Regions from separate parts of the Mus musculus genome. Here regions 1 and 3 are each linked to region 2. A link is a contact called in public Hi-C data. All regions are on one chromosome and are shown on one strand. Each heading gives the region's core, a stretch centred on a gene start, on an enhancer-like site or on the middle of the called end of the contact. The rest is flanking DNA. Distances are from core to core; before and after follow the strand shown.

The links. A called contact is a pair of places that touch in the nucleus more often than the background predicts.
Region 1: a Hi-C map of the N1E-115 cell line shows a contact between it and region 2, with 6 times the contacts expected there. The contact joins two enhancer-like sites. A contact is called at or near these places in 3 of 484 Hi-C or Micro-C datasets (the N1E-115 cell line and embryonic stem cells), 1 of 115 datasets of contacts at active chromatin or transcription factors (pancreatic cancer cells) and 1 of 9 other capture datasets (embryonic stem cells).
Region 3: a Hi-C map of the N1E-115 cell line shows a contact between it and region 2, with 3 times the contacts expected there. The contact joins two enhancer-like sites. A contact is called at or near these places in 1 of 484 Hi-C or Micro-C datasets (the N1E-115 cell line) and 1 of 9 other capture datasets (embryonic stem cells).

What each region holds. Positions count from the first base shown.
Region 1 is chr2:170,099,948-170,102,647 of GRCm38.p6, reverse strand. No RefSeq gene overlaps it. Among named protein-coding and RNA genes, the nearest start is that of Zfp217, 30 kb to the left of the region's middle. Within about 2 kb of position 1,292, at least 31 of the 459 cell types and tissues checked have an H3K27ac peak or open chromatin away from gene starts, as enhancers often do. A contact at or near this core is called in the N1E-115 cell line, where this site is marked.
Region 2 is chr2:169,750,036-169,752,735 of GRCm38.p6, reverse strand. All of the region lies in intron 1 of Tshz2 (teashirt zinc finger family member 2), which reads right to left. Among named protein-coding and RNA genes, the nearest start is that of Gm34344, 84 kb to the right of the region's middle. Within about 2 kb of position 1,450, at least 44 of the 459 cell types and tissues checked have an H3K27ac peak or open chromatin away from gene starts, as enhancers often do. A contact at or near this core is called in the N1E-115 cell line, where this site is marked.
Region 3 is chr2:169,480,536-169,483,235 of GRCm38.p6, reverse strand. All of the region lies in intron 1 of Gm34112 (a long non-coding RNA gene), which reads left to right. Gm14249 (predicted gene 14249) reads right to left here. Exons shown (of 7, transcript NR_166520.1): 2 at 2,449-2,616; 3 at 760-830. Among named protein-coding and RNA genes, the nearest start is that of Gm34112, 13 kb to the left of the region's middle. Within about 2 kb of position 1,370, at least 18 of the 459 cell types and tissues checked have an H3K27ac peak or open chromatin away from gene starts, as enhancers often do. A contact at or near this core is called in the N1E-115 cell line, where this site is marked.

The sequences.
Region 1 (2,700 bases), core at 43-2,542, 350 kb before region 2:
GAGGGCTTGGGTTTGATTCCCAGCACCCACGTCGCAGCTCCCAACCACTGGTGGCTTCCATTCCAGGCGACCCAATGTTCTTCTCTGGCCTTTGTGTACACTGGGCAAGCAAGCAGTGCACAGGCACATGCAGGCAAAACACATATGCATAAAATAAAAACAAGTTGGGCTGGCAAGATGGCTCAGTGGTTAAGAGCGCCGACTGCTCTTCCGAAGGTCCCAAGTTCAAATCCCAGCAACCACATGGTGGCTCACAACCATCCGTAATGAAATCTGATGCCCTCTTCTGGAGTATCTGAAGACAGCTACAGTGTACTTACATATAATAAATAAATAAATAAATAAATAAATAAATAAATAAATAAATAAATAAATCTTTAAAAAAAATAAATAAAAACAAGTTTACAAAAACCCGTCCGTTATTTTCTGTTAAGGCAGCTCTTTAAAAGAGAAAAGGAAATTACATCTTCGTTGGGGGTGAATGCCAGGGCCTGTGAGCGGGAGCCAGAGCACCCCCTGCAGGGGACAGTTCTCTCCTTAAGAACAACCAGTGCTCTTCTTCAGATGCTCTTCTCTTCAGAAGCCCGGAGTTTGGGGTTCAGCTCCAGGGCACCGGGTCCCTGTGGTCTCCTTGGGTACATGCACACATGTGCACATACCCGCATGCAGATACCTATATATAAAAATATTAAAAGCAATCCTGAAAACTGCCCCCCCCTCCCACCCCAAATATAGCAAATGTTTCCTGAACTTTTATTTGTGCCCAGCAACCTCGGATGCTTCTGTGCATTTAACACTTGTTTCTTTGACTATTATTATTGTATGTGTACATAGGGTGCCTTGCGTAGGTACATGTGGCACGGTACCCTGGAGGTCACAGGGCAAGCTTTTGAAGATGGCTCTCTATTTTCACTTTTATGTGGGCTCTGGGGAGTCTCTCTTAGTTCATCAGGCACGTGGGGCAGGCACTTCTTACTCTCCAAACAATCTGGCTGACTCCTTGCTTTCCATTTTTTATATCTGAACCTCACAGAGTATGGCGTCCTCTGCTCCTTGGTACGTATCGGGAAACTTAAGGTCCAGGGTCAAATTATGACCTCGGCAATGAAGTCAGGATACACTGAAGGGAAGTCCTCGTCAGGTTGGGTTACTTTTCGCTGGAGAATTCTGGAAGGTCAGGGTTTGGTTGTAAAGGAAGCAGATGAGGGCAACTTCCTGACTTGGTGTAGCAGAGAAGCTCTGTCCCCCGTTCCTCGTGCAGGTTACGCAGCTTTTGGCCACACGGGGGCAGCGTTTGCTAAGGAGAGCAACCGGTTGCAAGTTGGAGACAAAGGCCAGAAGAGCAACCTAGAAGAGCTGTCCCTGGGATTCTGACCAGGTTCAGGAAACGAACCAGCATCCCTCGGCTGTGGGATACAGACCGATACAGACCAGGTCTGGCCCGAGGCTATCAAATGGAAGGTTCTGATCTGTGAAGCTGTGGAGACAGAGTTCACAGCAGACTCATTTTGGGGAGACTGCCAAGGATGCCCTGAGAACTTTGTCACAGGCAGAGTATGCTTTTTGCTCTGGTGTAATTATTTCAAAGAGAATGAAAGACTTAATTTTGTATTGGGGCAGTCCTTCACAGATTTCCACAATTCGTTGACCAACGGCACTGAACAGTTTAGTGTCGTCGCAGAATGCCATATTTTGATTTTGCCAGAGGAGGGAGGTTATTAAAAAAATATAGCAACAGAATTATATTAGTGTTAACTATTACCATTCACAAAAGGGGAACAAGGCAGCCTGGAAATGCCACCAAACGTCATTAAATAGTGAAAGGCATAAAAGCAAAATACGGGAGAGGTGGTTTAGTGGAAGAAGTCACGTGGCTATTGCAGAGGACCTGAGCTCAGTTCCACTCACCCTGGGAAGCTCACAGCTGCCGGTAACTCCAGCTCCGGCGGATCTGACACCCACATTTGGCTTCCAAAAACACCTGAACTCATGTGCACATACACACATGCATGCATATAATTCAAAATAATAAAAATAAAAACTATAACTCCATTTACAAGAAGTCACATCTGACCCCAAATCTCTGAGATTCTCTCTCTCTCTCTCTCTCTCTCTCTCTCTCTCTCTCTCTCTCTCTCTCTCTCTCTCTCTCTCTCTCTCTCTTTTGGTTTTCAAGACAGGGTTTCTCTGTGTAGCCCTGGCTGTCCTGGAACTCACTCTCTAGACCCGGCTGGCCTCGAACTCAGAAATCTGCCTGCCTCTGCTTCCCAAGTGCTAGGATTAAAGGCGTGCACCACCACTGCCCAGCAAGCTCTGAGATTCTTATCTATGACCCACTAAAACGGACCTGGACTTAGCCCTGGCTCCACTTACACTACCCCCTGAGCAGCTGAGTGCCAGTCTAGCACGTGCCCTGGTTCTCAACCTTCCTAATGCACTGACTCTTGAAAATTCTCCATGTGGTGACCCCAGCCATAAAACTATTTTCATTGTTACTTCATAACTGCAATTTTGCTAGTGTTATGAATTGTAATGTGAATTTCTGATAAGCAGAATTATCTATTATGCGGCCCCTGATAAAAGATTGTTCAACAGCCCGAAAAGGGTCTCGACCCACAGGTTGAAAACGGCTGCTGTAGGGAAAGACTGGACTGCAGAAGAGAGGAGGTCACTTAATTTCCTTCTTTCTGGTTTTTATTT
Region 2 (2,700 bases), core at 201-2,700:
GGATATTCTAACAACAATAAGGGCAACTTGCAAATGAAGTTCTTAAAGACATCATTTTAATTAATTTATCTGGAGACCGGGTCTCACAACGAAGTCCTGGTTAGGAGTCTGGGACTCATGATGTAAACCAGGCTGATCTCAAACTCACAGAGATCCCCCTGCCTCTGCATTAGGAATGTTGAACTGAAATGTGTGCAGCATCAAGGTTAGTCTTTAAATGGGTTATTTTAAAGTCCATACATTTGGTTTTTACTTATTTTTCAAGTGAGAGGAAACACTGATCTCCGCCTGGCCCAGTCACAGCTCTGACTTCTGAAGGAGGTCCTAGGAGGAAGAGGTCCGAAACTCCGCATTGCCAAAACAAGTTGGTGATGAATTTTCCAGCTCCATTCTAATTTCAGATTGTAAAGTGTGTTCCCAGAAGGGAAACCGCGGAAGTAATCACAATACGATTCAATTAAAGATGATTTTAAAAGGAGAAGAGGGGAGTCCGCTGGAATCTGCCGGAGAAACCGCAGGGACTTGGGGCTGAGCTTGCATGGTGTCTCCAAAACTCTTGGGGAGTGTTTCAGTCATTACTCATTAGGTTGATTGGATGTCTTCATTGTAACCTTTGAAGCTCAAGAATGAAGAGAGCAGGCAGTTGTGCTACGTAGGCCTATCACCCAGCGAGCTGGTGTGAGGAGGACGCAGGAGGGTTTTAAGGTCAGGGTCAGTTGGGCTGCATAACGAGACCGTAGCTCAAAACATCAGGAAAACCCCCTGCCTCCAAAATATGGAAATAAAAGTGAAGGCAAATCCTATTTAAAAACTCAGAACTATTTCCCAGCTTTTACCAAGAAAAATGACAAGATATTAAAGGTCTCTATGATTATCGGCTCTCCTCAAGAATTGCAAGGTAATAAGACAGAACTTGATGTAGTGATAAGAAACCCCTCCTCATCTTCCACTCTTAATAACCAAATATTATTAAATCAATAATTTTGGCAATGATCTGAACAGGTTATTAAACATCATGAATTATTAAGCTGAAGGTTGATCAGAGCCACGAAAATAATTCGAGTTAACGGGAATCTCTGGATTTCTAATAAAATATCCAGTCATTGACGAAAACATCTCTGTTAGGATTCGTCTGGAACAAGAAAGGCAGATCCCACAGATGTCGTTAAGGAAGAGAACACATTCCTTTCTGGATTACAGGAAATTAAAAACCCAGATCACTAGGATCAAAATAGCAGGAGATTAAACAGCCCAAGTGGAAAGGTGCCGACGCCTATGGAGAGGTAGCTCCCCCCGCCCGCCCAATCCAGGTGGTTCCCCCACCCCAGTGAATGTTCCACTGATTGTCAGAGACCTGAAAAAGACTTGGGAAATGGCCATGGATTCCTCAATGCTGGGTGTGCCTCTGGCGAGGGGAAATGGGCATAAAGCAATTAGTCCATGGCCCATAGCCAGCTGCACTCTGTTCCAGTCGCTTTGCCTTAAGCAAGGAGTGTGTGCAAAAGTATTTTGTCCAGACATTATCCAACAACAGGCAGTGGAATGTGATTTAATTTAGAAGGGACCAGGGGGCAGGAGAGAAGAGGCCTGGGGTGGGCCCCCGAGCAGGCAGAAAGGTCTGGTGGACTTTGACCTTTCTGTGAGATCACATTTACCATCCCAGAGAATACTGACACAAACAAGCCATCCTGGCTGTCAGAGGAACTGAAGACAAACAGATGCCCCTCACTCTCTGGTTGCATACCTTCTCCAGTTCAGGCTTCCTGCTCAGATGAGATCTTGCCAAAAAGCATTATCCCGTGCTAGAATTTCCTAATTCTAACTCGACTCTGTCATTGACGAGTTTAGTGACATGCATTTCGCCCCCCCTTTAACCATTTAATGCAACATGAGCTCTGAATGTTACCAGGGAGAGAAAACTGAGACCGGCAGGGGATTTAGACTTTGGCAAAATGACAGGTGGCTTGGGACCGTCTGGCAATGCATCAGCAAATGGGAAGGCCAAGGCCTTTAGGTCTTTCGACACGAAAGCCAAGAGATTGCAAATAGGTTAGCAGGGCAGGGACAGGGGTCAGATCTCCATGCCTGCATGCCAGGTTGAATCATCTACTTTCTGTGGGGTCTCAGCAAGGACACACATCTCCATAAGTCTCAAAGTTAGCCATCTTGTGGACTTAACAGCTTTCCCCAAAGCCAGCCACACAGTGGTCTAAGGCCAGCACCAGGCACTGAGTGCACACTTAGCCACTAGGCAATCGGTGGAGTCTTGGAGGCAGATTCCTTCCATTATTATACTCATCTATAGACAAGTAGGGACAGGAATAGAAAACAAAACAAGACAAAAAACCTGCAATAAGTGAAGAATATCAGGAAGAAATTCAACCATCAAATTCTGATGATTATGTTTTCGATGTGAGAGACTGTGGGATGTTTCTTGAAGGAGGTGATCAAGCCTAACTTGGAACCTGGGAGTGTATCTAATACAAGAGAGCTGCAGAGGACTCCCACAGCCATGGGGGGGGGGAGAAACAGCTGGGTTTAGTGATTTCGGGGCTCAAGTGGGAGTTGAGATCTTCACAGAAACCCCATGAGAAAATCTCACTTTAGTGGGAGGCAACTCCCTAGCCCCTACCTTGCCCCACCTCACAGGACCTGACTGCATCTTCAGGTGCTCCTGTGTCCCTGTTGATATTTTGTCAA
Region 3 (2,700 bases), core at 121-2,620, 270 kb after region 2:
AGCCTCTACCCCAAATCTCACGAGAGAAATTAACTCCGAGAGCGTCTGAGATGGTTGGGTTCTGTCTCACATCTGGGAGCCCACAGCCATTCCAGCCTTGGCAGCTGCCTCTTCTACAGCACCCCTCATTAAGCAGGAGATGAAACATGCAAAGACACGGTACATGGACGTAGGGATCACACACAGCCTTTCTCCTCCATTTTGGAGTTCTTTCTTAGTGATAATGATGTGGATTATCTTGAAGCTGACCCACTCAATAAAATGCTTTGGGGAACTCATTGTCTATCATACCTCTAGAAATTTTTGATAGAAGATTCTGGGCCAGGGCCTGGAGGGATGGTCAAGCTATAAAGAGCATAGTCTATTCTTCTAGAGAACTGAAATGTCACCCCCAGGTCTCACATCAGGTGGTCTGCAAACACCTGTGATTCAAACAGGAAGGTCTCTGATGCCCCTGGGCCTCCACAGACATTCACTGTGTGTTGTGTGCATATATACACAGAGACATGCATACCTACACATAAATAAAAACAATAAAATAAATACATCTAAAAAAATAGCTTGCCCTATCTGTTTGTAAAGTATACAACGATAAGAGAAATAGGATCCTGGCTGTGACATTTCTGGAGGTCAACCCTGCTTGCCTTCCCATGTCAGGGGTTCTAGTCTGGTAATAGAGTCCATATACAGCACACATCAGGTTTCAGAGAAGCCCCTAGGACACCTTCGAGGGTAACCACTGTTAGCAGTAACACATACCTCTTTCAGTTCAGCAGTGTTGTCTTCGGGCTCTGGACTCCTTGGCTTCCTCACCCTCTGGCCTGTTTGCCCTGTGGAAGGTTCAAGTTCTCATCACAGATAACGAGGAAATGAGATTACGATGTTAGCTTTCTCTAGAGATAACAGCAGTCCAGGTCATAAAACTACCATATGGCAGTTTTGGCAGGCTCTGCCGAGTACCATGGACTAATTATCACATAGACAGACTCTGGTCCCCATTTGCCAGCGCCTCCGGGCCCCCTGTGGCAGGGCTTGGCAACCTGGCGGGGGTGAGAGGCTGTATTGTGTTTGGCAGGGACATGATGTGACCTTACTGTGGCCATTTCTATCATCTCTTAACATTTTGCTCGTGATTAAGCTTATCATTTCAAATAAACACAAAATGTCAGGTCTCTGGGTCTGCTTAACATAGAGAGCCAAAATAGACCTCTGTTTGATTTAAAGGGGGTCCGGGCCAAGAGAGCAATCTGATCAGTTCCCCCATCTGACTTTTATTAGAGCGATGGAAGAACGGGGGTGGGGGGGAGGGCAGCATCCTCGTTCCAATTGGATGGCTGCCACCAGCCAAACCCACTGTGCACAACCCACGACTCTTCGAAGACCTCTGGCTTAGTGACTCAGAGCAGTGGTCCTGGGTTGACCTTCCTGCTTGGTACCTGTGAGCCCTGAGTTACGTCAGTTGTGCTTTCTTTTTTCTGCATCAGGGAAGGGAAAGCATCCCTGGGACCATCCTGAAGAAATGCTCCCCGATAAGATGAGATTAAGGGCTTGTCAAAGTCCTCCTGGCCAGGTTTCCAGTCAGCACTGTCCTTCAGCAGACCTCTGGCTGTGCTCTGGTACTAGACACAGTCTATGGGAATGCCCGACCCCAGCCCCAGCAAGCATTGGCTCTTCTGGAAGGCACTGATGGGTAAAGAAATGGTCAAGGGAAGGAGATCTGTGAGGGTTCAACTGCAGAGGAGATGTGGTCATCTGGGTTTCCCACCAGAGCAGCTGGATACCTTCCCTCTCCTTCCTCCAGCCTTGCCTCTGGTTTGTGATTGCAGCATGCAGGATGGAATGAGTCAGTAGTCCACAGCCACAGATTCTAGGCAACTGTGGGGCTTAACTCAGAGCAGAAGTCAAAGTCTCCTCTTTCCTCCAAGCCCATTTATTGCTAGATTTATTTAATAAACATGAAAATGCCTGGCCTGCTTCCGGTCCACTCACCAGCTCGCCACAGAGACGCTTCTCTCCCCAGCTCGCTCTTTCTCAGTCCTCAAGCCAAATGTTCACGTTGCATTTCGAACAAGCTGCAGTCCTGGCCCTGCCTCTTCCTGAATTTTCTTATATTCCCTGACAGAGCAAGCCTCTTTCTCACTCCACTCAAATATCATTTCCTACTTAGCATTTACTTATTTATGTCCAAGGGGGTCCTTCCTCAGAAGATAAGCCAGAGACCCTGGTCACATGCCCCCAAAAGTAGAAAGCACCGAGGGCAAACAGCAGAGCCGGTGACTGCTAACTTCATCGCGCTGTAAGTTGCCCGCCCCCCCCGCTTCTGCTAGACACAAGCTCCATCAAAGTCTTGGATCTAGATTGATCAATGCAATTCCCACTAACCAGCCCAGTGTCTTACACAAAGTGGCACTCAATAAGTATTTGTTTATTGATAAATTGAGCACTTACGAGTGTCGCCAGAAGGGTCTCTCCTGAGATGATGACAGAAAGGCTCCGGGCTCACAGGTAAGGTGACAATGAAGACTCAGAATGATAAATGCTATCATGTGTCGCAGGTGCTGTAACATAGATGGGGCTGCTGCCTTTTACCATGCGTCTGTGATGTCCACGGATATCCTTCAGGGGAAGACAGATACACACTAACACCAACAAAACAAAGCCCTATTTGCAATTGATGGAAGACATAAAACATAATTTACC